Regions from separate parts of the Nothobranchius furzeri genome. Here region 1 is linked to region 2. A link is a contact called in public Micro-C data. All regions are on one chromosome and are shown on one strand. Each heading gives the region's core, a stretch centred on a gene start, on an enhancer-like site or on the middle of the called end of the contact. The rest is flanking DNA. Distances are from core to core; before and after follow the strand shown. Region 1 holds the start of rras2 (RAS related 2). Region 2 overlaps rras2 (RAS related 2).

Region 1 (2,700 bases), core at 183-2,682, 43 kb before region 2:
TAATTTAATGTCTTCTTCTGTTTGTATAATTATTTGTAATACTAAGGAAGCCATAAATTTGTTAGATCATACTTTGCTAAACTTGCTTCTGTGCCTAAGTTTGTTTTTAATTATTTTGAATGCTTGTTTTTTTGTTTGATTTTTTTTTTATTTTTACAGTAGCTATTTGAATTTAAACACACTAGTTAAGATGCTGTGTGAAGATACAGTATGTCCATTCCTGATGTATAGGTAAAATAATTGCATAATAAAGATGGAAATCAAAAATTAAAACCTTCATTTTTCTCGTGTACCTTTGGTCCACTGGGTGGCGCTCATCAGTAAAATTGAACATAATTTATAACCTCATGCTACATGATGACATGCAATCAGTCCTTTTATCCAACTCGGTCCTTAATATCAGGTAAATGGGTTTCTGTTCTCTCTTCTACACTCAACACAAAACTTGTAACTGTCAATAAAACAAAACCAGGTCATTTTTTCATTTCAGCTTTGTTGAGACAGATATAAATGCATACTTTTCAAAAATAAACAACAACTGTACACTGAGTAAATAATTCCTTAGATTTAAAAACTAATATCTAGCATGCATTATTATGTTAATAGAAATGCACCCATTCTGGTTTCACAGGCCAATACTGATGTCCTGTTCTTGCACATCTCTGACCTGCTGATAAAGATTCTTATTTATCTCAACTAATTTTCTTTTTATTGAATTGAAAGTTAGTACTTTGGAAGTAAAAAGTACCTTGCTGGAGATCAGTTATTAATTGCAGAAAGTTTTATGCTGATCGGCTGATCACAGAACTAAATGTTAACTAAATGTTAACTAAATATTAACCATGTGCAGCGCAGCTTTTTAGACATGGGGATTTTCTTAACCCTTTGATGCATAATGGTCACTACAGTGGACAGGTACTCAAAATTGTTATTTATTTATTTTTGCTATAAGCACAGCTGTTGAAGACTTTATTGCATGTGAGCCCCTCCATTTGGACTTCAGTAAGTCAAGCCAAAATATTTCATGGTCAGAATGCACGCTGTCCACCAAGGTGGATATGTAATAAATTATTTGTAAATTAACAAAATGTTACAAAAAATATTTGTTGAAATTTGTTTAATTTACACCTAAAGATGAATGAAAAAAATTGTTTAAAAAATCATGGTTGAAGATTTCATAATTCATGCATCAGAGGGTTAAGAAGAAAATGTAGGCTATTGGGGGGGGGGGTACATTTTGGGCATAATTGTAGTTATGAATGCAAAACATGTGAGTGAGGTTAAAGATTTAGTGACAGGAATGTGTGTGTGTGTGTGTGTGTGTGTGTGTGTGTGTGTGTGTGTGTGTGTGTGTGTGTGTGTGTGTGTGTGTGTGTGTGTGTGTGTGTGTGTGTGTGTGTGTGTGTGTGTGTGTGTGTGTCCATAGAGAAGAGGGGCAGGCAGACCGCCTTTGGAAGGGCCCCTTGCGCCAGACATTAGCAGTGGCTTGCAGATTACTCGCTCTATCTGATCATCTTGGACGGCGCAGTGTTGTAGAGGCCGGAACTCGGTCAGGCGGCCGCAGTTTTCCAGCATCCTCCTCCTCCCTCTTGATTCGAGCACGTACCGGACGAGTCGTTTCGGCTCACACGCCCGTCGCTTCTTCTCTGCGTTCCGGTGTCTCCACCGCAGGGCCTCCTCTTCAGTTTTTACAAGGAGGGGGAAAAGTGGGTGTTTGCTGCTCACTGGTGTTTCGGCAGCGGCGGCGTGAAGTGTCCTCAATGGCAGGCTGGAAGGACGGCTCGGTGCAGGAGAAGTACCGTCTGGTCGTGGTTGGAGGCGGAGGAGTCGGAAAATCAGCCCTGACGATCCAGTTTATTCAGGTCAGTCCGCGTCAGCGCTTCTTTTTATTTATCTGCTTATCTGAAAACACTCACGGCCATCACGCACCAGAGAAGGAGGCCAGGGTAAAGGACGTGTTTCTGGGCTCTTCTCGACTTTACTGGGGCCTGCGAGTGCTCACCGAGGGGCTGGTGAAAGATTTCAGAGCGAAATGGGGAGAAATGAACGATGGTGGCTGTCACTTTAACGATTTCCGAGAGGAACACTTCCACTTTATATAGCCGCGAGTCAAAAGAGAAAGAAAACTGGGTCTGCTCTGGTCCGCATTTTAAACTTAAACTTTTAAAGATAGTCTGTTTTCGTGTGAAGTTGTGCAAGTGTAAAGAACTTGAGCAGCAAACCACATCAGTCAGAAGCAGGGTGTTTTAAATAAAACAGAGTGCTTGTAAATCCGTTTTCAGATCCACCAAACTGCTGTGAGTCGTTCTGCTGTGTCTGCATGCTTCCATGGTGGTTAGACCTCTCCTGGTTCTGTAAAGTTCGCCAGATTTGGTCAGGGTCTGAGCCAGTTGTCATCACAGAACTTAACTTTAATGTGTTTGTGTGAATTTGTTCCATTTGTCACTTAGGGACAGTTTTGTGTTTGGGGGCAAAGGTGTTTCCTCTGCCCAGGTAGGGGGTGACAACCAGGGTTTACTACCCATTCATCATCTCAACCACTCCGTCCCCCACTAGGCTCACTGGGAGCTGGTGTCTGTCTCCAGTGGTCATCCGACAAGAGGCAGGTGACACCCTGGACAGGGTCTCCAGTCCGTCACAGAGACGCACCACCACTTACACACATTCAGTCACTCACACCTAGAGGACAGTTTTAGTTTC
Region 2 (2,700 bases), core at 72-2,571:
AATCAGCCAAAGGGATCTACCAAATGCAAAAAATAAAAAATGCTTAACCCTTTGATGCATGAATTATGAAATCTTCAACCATGTGAATGAAATAAATTTCAGCAAACATTTTTTGTAACATTTAATAATTTACTAATAATTTATTACATGTCCACCTCAGAGGACAGCGTGCATTCTGAACATGTAAATATGTTGGCTTGACAAACTGAAGTCCAAATGGAGGAGCTCAAATGCAATAAAGTCTTCAACAGCTGTGCTTAATAGCAAAATAAATAAGTAACAATTTTGAGTACCTGTCCACTGTAGTGACCATTATGCATCAAAGGGTAAATATGCGCTGCACTCCCGCAGCGATGAGTTGAAATCACCAGGGCACAGATTATGAACTCAGCTGAAAAGTACATGAAGTACCAGAGAATATGGGCTGATATAAACAATCGCAAACAAATGACTTAGTTTTGGTGGAGTGATTTTGTGAGTATAACAGCGGCCGCGAGCAGGATGCAGCTGGAGTATTTGAGACATCACCGCTGCGTCCTTTCTGCTCATAGAATGCCCGCAAAGCTGAGTCCATAAATGATGTCATATATGTGGATCTTTTTTCAGGCTTCCCGCAATTTGAATTGTTAGGAAACCCACATCTTGATTCTGGGTTTAAAAATGCATTGTAATTACTGCGTTACTGACAATTGTACTGAGTAAATGTTACCATTTTCTTTCCCTGTAATGCCTTCCATCACCACATTACAGCAAAAAGCAATGCATTACAGTAATTAATTACTTTTGTACCGCGTTACTCCCAACACTGGAGGTCAGTGAGGCTGTCTGTGCTGTTTTAACCCCAAACACGAGGACGGAGTGTCTGTTTATTCTCAGGTCTGACTCAGACATTTCTGCTGCAGCATTAGTTGGAATTACAAAATAAAAGCGTGCTAAGAGTAGACAGCTGTATATAGATTTTGGTGGATGGCGCTGTGTGCAAAGATCTGTTCATGGCTGTGGATGATGAAACGACTCCAGATGCACCACGAACAAACTGGGATTCTGCATGTTTTCCTGTTAAATCCACTGTTTTCTTCAAAGTTGGCATAACTTTCTTTGTGTTATGCTGAGAATAGCACAGTGCGTCGTTAGGCCATTGAACAAATGAGGTGCTTTTAATTTGTAACCAGTTAGTAACCTGCTGCCATACAAGCAAAGGCTGATATTTTTATGGCTGGTGTGTCTCAGTTTATTGAGGAATTTGGTTTCCTTTGAGGAAGTGAGAAGAGTTACTTCCTCTGGCGCAGTATATAAAACCCCTGGTGGTGGTGGTTTATAGAGCGTGTACCGCAGAGCTCCGCTCGTGCAGAAAAGACTTATAAGGTTGAGTGCAAAGAAGCGGGCTTTGGTATCAGAAAATCGCACTCTTGCTTGAAAAGATTTGGCTGATGAAGGAAATCTGCTAATATTCAGCATGATTAGTTCAGCCAGTGAGCTAAAAAATCTGGATTGGGTGGGGGTCTTTTTAGAAAAATAAGATTCATTCTAACAAGTGTAGCTCTTTGAGAAAATTGCGAGTTATCCAGAATTGGTATCAGCAGTTCGGAGCTAGAGAGTGGCTCTTCTTCTTCTTTTGCAGCCAGTTATTGGAAAAACTAATAATTTGACTTGAAATATTCAAACGCCCTTCTGTTTTTTTTTGTCTTGTCGTGTCTCTCATGCAGTCCTACTTCGTCACAGACTATGACCCCACCATCGAAGACTCCTATACCAAGCAGTGTGTGATCAACGAAAGGCCGGCCAGGCTCGACAGTAAGTACAAACACAAGCAGTGCACGTACTTCCGCATCTGGTGAGGATTTAAAATGTTTATTTTGATGCAAGTTACTCAGTGTGTGTGTGTGTGTGTGTGTGTGTGTGTGTGTGTGTGTGTGTGTGTGTGTGTGTGTGTGTGTGGGGTTGCATGTGCTGATGTGGTGTAGTCCTCGACACGGCTGGACAGGAAGAGTTTGGAGCCATGAGAGAACAATACATGAGGACAGGGGAGGGCTTCCTGCTCGTCTTCTCAGTCACTGACAGAGGAAGGTAAGTGACAGTTTTCATCATGCACACACACACACACATACACACACACACTCTCTCTCACTCATAGGCTTCTCTTTCTTTGCGCGGCTCCGTTTGCTGCTCACGATTGCTTTCTCATTCTCCTCTTCGTAAACCTTGCGTGGACACCCATAACCTGTTGCTGCTTACGCTTCCGGCCTTTTTTTTTTGTTCTTGTTGTCGTTTGCTTTGTTCTCAGCACTTCCTGTGTAACCCTGCTTGCGTTAATCCACCTATCCACCTACCTTAGCGTTCTATTTAAAGCCTGTGTGTTGCTTAAGCTGCAGCGCGAGGACAAACACTCGATGCGAGCAAGTGACAAGCATTCACGTGGTGCACATTTTCACTTTAGCGTGTATGCAGTAACGACATGAATGTATGTATATAGTGACAACACAATCAGGCACAAGCAGCGCTTTAACCTCAGAGACCCCAGATGCTACTGATTATCCCTTAACGGGCTTTCAAACCTAAGTTTCTTTAAAACCCAAAAAGGAGTCGCTGTTGCAACTCCACCGCTTTTGCAGTTGGTCAATCTGGCAGCACCTGTGGTTGCCACGGCAACAGCAAGTGGTTTTTTAAATGAAAGCATAACTTCTTTCACCTGCTGCTTTG

Evidence for each region. Hi-C and Micro-C count contacts between places; a contact is called where the count stands out from the background.
Region 1: a contact with region 2 is called in a Micro-C map of tail fin, with 12 times the contacts expected there. The contact joins the promoter of rras2 here to the enhancer-like site in region 2. A contact is called at or near these places in 2 of 2 Hi-C or Micro-C datasets (skeletal muscle and tail fin).

Annotation. Positions count from the first base shown.
Region 1 is chr9:61,868,303-61,871,002 of NfurGRZ-RIMD1, reverse strand. rras2 (RAS related 2) reads left to right here and starts at 1,432. Exons shown (of 6, transcript XM_015953101.3): 1 at 1,432-1,862. The coding sequence starts at 1,761.
Region 2 is chr9:61,825,377-61,828,076 of NfurGRZ-RIMD1, reverse strand. rras2 (RAS related 2) reads left to right here. Exons shown (of 6, transcript XM_015953101.3): 2 at 1,707-1,794; 3 at 1,965-2,067. Among protein-coding and RNA genes, the nearest start is that of tub, 15 kb to the right of the region's middle. Within about 2 kb of position 1,321, at least 2 of the 3 cell types and tissues checked have an H3K27ac peak or open chromatin away from gene starts, as enhancers often do. A contact at or near this core is called in tail fin, where this site is marked.